Linked DNA regions of Gossypium hirsutum: region 1 is linked to region 2. The links are chromatin contacts, called in public Hi-C maps. All regions are on one chromosome and are shown on one strand. The core of a region is the stretch at or near the end of the contact, and the rest is flanking DNA. Distances in the headings are between cores, read along the strand shown. Region 1 has its middle 88 kb from the start of LOC121213170. Region 2 has its middle 18 kb from the start of LOC121212761.

Region 1 (4,473 bases), core at 846-3,345, 490 kb before region 2:
CCTCCTCTCCATTCCACATCCTCAATGTATATATAATTCCACTATTTACTTATATGTTCATATCAAGCTGTCCATTTGAGTCATAGTCACTAAATTATTTATATCTTAAGATACAAAATTCTAAATTAAGATTTGCTTGATGTTTTTGAAACTAGACTCAAATATATTTCTACCATAAAAATTTTAGAATTCATAATTTAATCAATAAGCACAGTAAGATCTTCAAATTTATCTTTGTTCTGCTATTTGACAGCTTCGACCTTTCTTTACTAAAAAATAATTATCTCTTGGTATGGGGTTTGAATGATGTTTCCATTTGTTTTTATTGAAAATATAATCATTTAGAATTTAAAAATATAAATTTAAACCCATAAGTATGTTTTTTACAATTTTTAATGATTTTCCAAAATCAGAACAGGGGAACCCGAAATTATTCTGACCTTGTCTCGCATAATTTATTATATCTCATAATTTACAATTCCATTGCTTACACCGTTTCTTCTATGAAAAACTAGACTCAATAAAATTTAATTTCATATTTATTAAACCTCTAATTCTATTTCGACAATTTTTGGTGATTTTTAAAATTTAAACTACTGCTACTGTCTAAAACTGTTTTAGTGCAAAATGTTGATTACCAAGTTTATAACACCCTTATTTCCTTTCTCTATAATATTTCCCATCACTTCCTCTTATTTCCCTTCACTAACATATCAAGAACATAGAACCTTAAAAAAAACTCTAACATTATTTTCATGCTTTTTCAATATAAACTTTAAAAAAATATGTTGGAGTCTTGATATTCTTACATTGTTCTATTGATTTCAATCTTTAACTTGATTTTATCTCTCCTCAAACTTCTATTTCTTGAATCTAACTTGATATTCTAGCTCCCCATAGTCTCCTTATTATCTTTCTCTCTTGATGGCTATGAAAATTCTTTTGGTTTTTAGGTGAAAATTGTGGATTTTTGGTGAAAGACCAAATTGTAAGAAAAGAAAATTTCTTTCTTTCTTTTCTCTTTCTCACCTTGGTTGCATGAATCTCCTTATATATTAAATAAAATAATAATAAAATAATAAAAATAAAATATTTCATTAAAATATTTCATTAAAATATTAATAAATTAATATTTATTTATTTAATTAATCTAAAATATCACCAACATCATCATTGCCTTCTAGATTTCTCTCTTTCTAATTGACCATTTTGCCCTTTGTGATCTTTTAAAATTTCATCCTTGAGTTATTAGTTAATTTGGTAAAATTACGATTTAGTCCCTCATAATTCTTCACCTATTCAATTTGGTCCTAATTCATCCATTTTCCTTAGTTTCTAGATCATTTCACCCTTAAAATATTTGCACTATTGGTCCTTTAATTTTTTCATATTTACACTTTAACCTCTCAAATTTTGAGTATTTATTCTTGAATTAATATATCATAATATACTTCCCAATGTTAACATAACTCAAAATTTCCTTTTTTGTCATTTTACTTCATTGTTTTACTATATCAAGGATAATATCTTACTTTCATACTGTAATAATTTTTAAATTATTATAAATAGGAGAAGAATGAAAAATGATGTTCATTTTCTCTTTCCACTTTTCATCACTTACATATACATATAGTTAGTAATTAATTGAGCTAAATTAATTATTAATTTACATGTCATGATTAAATCTCAACTATTAACATGGAAATGGATGGATTAAATCATCCTTTCCACTACTTCAAGAGCCTAAAATGGCTAACTGATGAGCTAGTCCTTGGTTATATTAATATTTAAACCCTTTTCAATATTTTTTATTTAAAAATTTAATAGTAATTACATTGTTACAATTTAATCTTTATATTATAATTAATTAATTTTTTCAATTTAATTACACGACCTTCCATTAATATATTTTCATATAAAATACGTATATCTTTCTATTTATAATTTTATTGACCCGGTTTACGAAATTGGGTTCTGAAAATGCCTTTTTTTTTTTTTTTTTTTACACTGGCAAAAACTAGGCCATTTCACCTTCTCCCTGAGTACATGCAACATATGCTTGGTTGGAGCCTTGGCCTTTAGCTGAGTAGAAACAGAGTCCACAACGTTTCTCTCATTACCTCCAGATGCGATACCACCTCGGGTGGAACCTCGACCCCGTGGAGTGGGAGTAGATCCCTGATTCGGTGCAGGTGCATCACTCGTATTTCTCTGGCAAATCTCAAGCAAAATACTCCTTTCTTTTTTCAGCATTTGTTTCTATGCTTCCTACCACAATGCTCACAATCTAGATTATTCGTGGCTTGAACTGAACCTTCCATACTAGCAACAGGCACAGACGGCTACGTCGAGTGACCTCTCTTTGTTCAAACATCATATGGAGCAGTCCTCCTGGGTCCTCAAAAATCTCTAGCTCTTTTTGAAAACGGTAGTGCACCAGTTCCCCCTGTTCTCTTTCCTTGAGCTCGATTTTCTTATCCAAGCTCATGGCCTGTTCCACCATTTTTTCTCTTCATCAAGACCAACAAATCGTCGAATTTTGTGGGCAACTAATTAGACTTTGATATCATCTTTCAATCCCCGAAGGAATCGTCTACAACTTTCTTCTTCAGTTAGCATCAACTCCAGGCATATTTGCTAAGTCATAAAAATTCCTGTTCGTAGTCTGCTGTCGACATATCTTCCTGAGTCAACAACATAAATTCTTGTTTTGGCTCGAATAGGATTCTTCTAGAAGCAGCTGGAGCTTGATTCCCGCCACTCAGGTGGGTTTATCTTCTTGAATCAGAATTCTCTGGTTTTTGATTTTTTTTTAAAATTTCTATTTACCGTTATCGTCATGTTTCTTGAACCTCAAGCACCTTTGATTCGCGAAAATTTTCGTTGGGTTTTTACTTTTTTTGGGGGGCACGGGGGTGTTAAACCCTAGAATTATGTTTAACCGATGTGGTATTTTCTTTCTTTTTTTTTATCTGATTAGTGAATTAAGATCTGAGTTTTGTCTTTTTATGTGTTCGGTGGTGCTGGGATTTGGGATTTTGGTAAAAAAGGAGGATTCTCAAGTATTTGAAACGGCCATGAATAAGTTATTAAAGCGTTTTCCTTCTTTTTTGAGATTGATTAGAAAGTGATGGCTGAACTGAGGCTGGAGGAACGTTGTCTTTACAAGAAGCAATTAACTACCGCTTCAAGTTCTTCTGTATCCGAAGGCGGTGGCAATGCAGTTGTAAAGTCACCAGGCGTATCTAGTCCAGCACCAACATCACCAAATCATCGGTATTGTCCGGGAATAATTTCTTTAGCTTTGTTTCGTTGCTGTACTTGTTTGGATTCTGCTTTTTTTGCTTTTATTTTTTCGCATTTGTGTTCTGTGGAGGTGTTTATGATTGCTGATTACATTAGCTATGGATTCACCAGCGATATTGTTGAGCATTTCTATCTAGTGCTCAAACTTGCTGTTAATCAATTACTTAAGAGCTTTATTGTTTTCAATAATGTTTCCGTCCAAGAGCAATTGTATTGTTATACTGAATTTGCAGGAGAACTACTGGCCCTATTAGGCGAGCAAAAGGTGGCTGGACACCGGAAGAGGTAATGCATTTTTTTCCCCTTCTGTATTTGCATTATTTTTATGAATTACGGCTGAGGTAAAATGCTTTTTTTCCCTATGATATGGTTAGAAAACATTGAATCAGTCCAGGTGAGTTGTTTTATGGATTGTAGAACAATTAAAGTTGCCTTCAGTGTTTACTTGCATTCATTCTTTGTGTGTGCTGCCTGTTTTCTTAAATTGTTTTTGGTTTTTTATTGATTGCAGGATGAGACGTTAAGAAATGCTGTTGCTGCTTTTAAGGGGAAGAGTTGGAAAAAAATAGGTTTTCTTCATGCCTCAGAATTTTCTTATTTATTATTTGTGCTACGACTGTTTACTTTTGCTGCTCTTTCCGATGTGATAAGTTTTTGTTTTTTAGTTAGAAGGTTATTACATCCTACCTTTGTTATCTGAAAGAAAGTAAACTTAAGGTTATAAATAATATCATGATCTCAATATTTTCTGTTGTTTTAGTTTTGGTATTATCAGCTTTCTTCTAACCAGCCTTAGCATTTGCATATGGTGCAGCTGAATTTTTTCCAGATAGATCAGAAGTGCAATGTCTTCATAGATGGCAGAAAGTCCTAAACCCCGATCTTGTTAAAGGACCTTGGACTCAAAAGGTAGGCATTGTAGGCTCTTTTATGCTATCTTTATTATTGCTGTTCATAAAACAAGCGCTAAACTATCTATTGCTTTTTGACAGGAGGATGATAAAATTATTGAGCTTGTATCAAAATATGGGCCAACAAAATGGTCTGTTATTGCAAAATCTTTGCCTGGACGAATAGGGAAACAATGCCGTGAGAGGTAATTTATAAAATTTTATTTCCTTTGGAAATGAGTCCTGAAAGTGCCTAATATTCAAATGTTGATATGAT
Region 2 (4,045 bases), core at 989-3,488:
AGATATTCTTTGTACGTACCTATTATGGTTTCTAACAATCTACAACAAAACCTAGTCAATCAATTGGTTAATGTCAAACATCCACATTAATGAAGTTTGAAAACCAAGTCTTAAATATTCTTGGTTCTTAAAACATCTCGCCGTGCTCTTGCCTTGACAAGTTCTGTATGTGTTACAACAACTAAAAACTGACGAAAATAGAAGAAAATAAAGTAAAATAAAATAAAATAAAAACACTAAACGAATCCTCCCAAAAACTAGTAAAGGTATCAATAACACCATGGCTTTCAAAGAAAGCAGAGCGAGTTTTTATTTATGTGCTGGCTTTAGTCGGTGGAGTCCAGCGGACTTTTGCTTCCATGAATATCACTCAAAAGTAGTTGCAAACAAGGTGAAAATAAAAAAGAAAAATCAAGGTGTAGAGAATTGTGGCAGAGGTAGAGACATGAAAGGCTAAATTTTTAATTTTAAAAATATTGTTATATAATAATCTTTCAAATATATATTATTTAAAAGATCAAGAATATTGATGTTGGACATGAATAATATATTAGAATCCAAACTACAACCACAAACATTCCATTCCAAGTTCAACCCAAAATCAAGTAAGGGTCTCTACTAAATAAAGGACTGATGGTCTTTAGGAAAATTCTAAAAATAGCTTCCCAAGCACTTGGAGCAACAAGAACCGTTAGATTAGAACAATTAAAATCTGTAACAGTGAAAGAAAGAAAAAAAAAAGGGTTTGGCAGCGTAAAAGAGAGAATTCAATATGGATAAATATCAAAATTATATATGAACTTTGATTTAATATGTAATTATATATATAAATTTTAATTTGGCGTAATTATACACGTGAAACTTATTCAAATATATACTTGAAACTTCAATTTTGATTTAATCATATATATTTAAAAAAATAAAAACATCAATTTATTTTTATATTAGATAAATATAATTATTTATGTATGCAATATATAAACATAAAATCATATTATATCAATAATTGTGTTAATAATTTACAAAAAATTGATCAAATTAATTTTTTATGTATAAAATTACACAAAATCAAAATTTATAGATACAATTACACATTAAACCATAGTATATGTATTGTAAAAAAATTAAAAAACATTATAAAATTCTGAAAACATTAAAAATGGTAAGAAATTTAATAATTTATTGAAAACATTCAAAGTTGAATAATTTCAGTAAATCCTAAAACATGACAAAATTACTGAAAACATAACAAAATTTTAAGAAATTCAGTAATTTGTGGAAACATTACAAAATTACAAGAAGAATTATAAAGTTGTAAAAAAAATAGTAAATTATGAAAGCATTACATAGTTGGATTTTGTACTTGGTAAAAAATTACATAAGTAATTAAAATATTTACTGAAAAAATTAAAATGTTATAATAAATTCAGCAATTCTTAAAATATTACAAAGTTATTGCAAAGAGTTACATATGTGTAAGAATTCAATATTACTGAAAATATTACGAAATTACTGAAAACATTACAAACTTATAAGAAATTCAATAACTACTGAAAATAATACAAAATTACTAAAAAAATTAAAAATTACTAAAATATTACAAAGTTGTAATAAATTCCATAATTCTAAAAACATTACAAAATTACTGAAAACATTATAAAGTTAAGATTTAGTAATTTACTAAAAACGTTAAAAAGTTACTGAATACTTTAATTTTTTAAAGAAATTTAGTAATTTACTAAAACATTACAAAGTTGAATTCGGTAATTAGAAAGACATTACAAAATTTCTGAAAACAAAGTTGTAATAAATTCAATAACTCTAAAAAATACATTTCAAAATTATTGAAAACATCACAATGTAATAAGTAGTTCAATAATTTACTGAAACAATTACAATACTAAGAACATTATAAAGTTGCGAAAATTCAACAATTTACTAAAAATATCACAAACTTTGTAATAATTTTTTTGCAAAAATCGGTTACCTATTGCACAAGTGAAACCTCGCGGAAAGCTCTTTTTAAGGATAACCCATGCCACAAGATTATGAGTGGGCTGTCAATGTTATTTACCTCTTGGGTTTTATTTATGATTTAGCCTATCAACTATTTTGATACAGACCAAAATGGAAGGCCACGGTTTCAACTCTGTTTATTTCACACTATTTTTAATTTCTAATTATCATGCGTCAAATGCTACGTTTGTCTGTTTTGTTTTCTTTAAACGGTGAGTTTTGTCCTGTTTGTATTGACAGCTGTCTGTGCGTTTGTGCTGCACTCTTTTAACCCCGTATGACAGACATGAGGGGTATTATGAAAAACTGAATTATTCTCCCTTCTTGGTTCTCTTGTCTCAACTGCTTTCATCTCTTCCTCTCCTACTTCTTTCTTCTTCATTTCTTGTTCTTCCAGTAATGTTACCGACGGTAACAAAGGTATCAGAGCTTCTCTCGATGGCCGGTGAGGGAGTCACCACGAGGTTACAAAAGGACATGGGAAACATGCAGAAAGACATGGGGCTGATGCAACAGGAACTCACTCAACTGCAAACCAATTTAGCCCAAATGGACGCTCGAATGGGGTCCCAATTCAAAGAGTTCCACGAAAATGTAAAAGTTGGCATTCGCACTGAGCTTCAGAATTTTTTTGAACAGCAGATAGGGCGTGCGACACCACCTACTTAGGGACAAACATCGGACAAGGGAAAAGGGGTACTTGAGGCACACCTCCTGGGTTCCCACCAAAGGAGTCGCTTTTGCTATCGCCTATGGTTGAGTCTAGTCATATAAGCATACATTCAAGGGCTAGTACCTTAGACTCCATGGGTAGAAACTTCAAGTTCGACTGCCCGAGGTTTGATGGTGAAGACTTCCGGGGATGGTGGTCGAAGTTAGAGCAATTCTTCAAAGCTGAAGGTGTGTTGGAATAGGACAATGTGCGAACTGTTATGCTCTATATGGAGGGGAAAACCCTGGATTGGCACCACTTTTTTAGCCAAAGACAAGGTGGACTTCAAATGTTGTCTTGGGAAACCTATGCCCGAGGGTTGCAAGAGAGATTCGGCTCCTCCAACTTCACTGACCCGATGACTGAGCTAGTAACCTTGAAGCAACAGGGAACGGTGGACCTATTCCACGATCAGTTTGTAAGTATCCTCAACCAGTTACACTTGCCTGAACCCTACGCATTAAGCATATTCATAAGTAACCTCAAGGTAGAAGTTGGTCAGTACCTCAGACTATTCAAACCCCAAACATTGGTAGAGGCGTATATGTTAGCCAAATAGGTAGAAGGTATTGTATGCCAAATAGGTAGAAGGTATTGTATCGACACATACTGTTAAAAGGCCTCCCTCGGTTGGAGGGAGTGGAGGGTACTCCAAACCCCTCTTTTCTAACCCCAAACCTATCAGTCATGTACCAGTTCTTGGAGGTCCCTCATCGAATCTTGGCCCTCAGAAAAGCCCTTTAAACAACCATCAAACCCCTACCAAAGCCTTGTCTCAAGCCGAAATGGAGGATAAGAGAAAAAAAGGTCTATGTTTTTGGTGCGCTGCAAAGTATACTCCGGGACACAAATGCGTGAAGTCCCAACTATACCAGTTGGTGGTGGGATGTCATAATGAATTGGGAGTGGAAGCCATCAACTCACCAACAGAGGAGTTTTAGGACTGCCCCGAGCAACTTGAAAATACAGAACAAGAAGCTGAACCCAACCCCTCCGTTCTCTCATTACACACCTTACAAGGATCCCAATGACACAACACCATGAGAATAGCAGCCAAAATTGGGCAATTTGATGTGATAATATTGGTCGACTCTGGGAGCACTCACAATTTTGTGGACTACAAAATCGTCAAGAGGGGTAACTTACCTATTGAACTAGCTAAACAAATGAAGATTATGGTCGCTAATGAGGGAAGTTTGTGCACAAAAGGGTTATGTAGAGCTATTGACTGGCAGACACAAGGCTACAAGTTTGTAACTGATTTCATGGTCCTTCTAGTGAAGGGGTGTGACTTAGTGCTAGGGATATAGTGGCTAC

Evidence for each region. A called contact is a pair of places that touch in the nucleus more often than the background predicts.
Region 1: a contact with region 2 is called in a Hi-C map of leaf, with 3 times the contacts expected there. The contact joins two enhancer-like sites. A contact is called at or near these places in 3 of 34 Hi-C or Micro-C datasets (anther and leaf).

The regions. Positions count from the first base shown.
Region 1 is chrA13:50,690,188-50,694,660 of Gossypium_hirsutum_v2.1, reverse strand. It overlaps the pseudogene LOC107893786. Among protein-coding and RNA genes, the nearest start is that of LOC121213170, 88 kb to the left of the region's middle. Within about 2 kb of position 2,095, at least 7 of the 9 cell types and tissues checked have an H3K27ac peak or open chromatin away from gene starts, as enhancers often do. A contact at or near this core is called in leaf, where this site is marked.
Region 2 is chrA13:50,195,819-50,199,863 of Gossypium_hirsutum_v2.1, reverse strand. No RefSeq gene overlaps it. Among protein-coding and RNA genes, the nearest start is that of LOC121212761, 18 kb to the right of the region's middle. Within about 2 kb of position 2,238, at least 5 of the 9 cell types and tissues checked have an H3K27ac peak or open chromatin away from gene starts, as enhancers often do. A contact at or near this core is called in leaf, where this site is marked.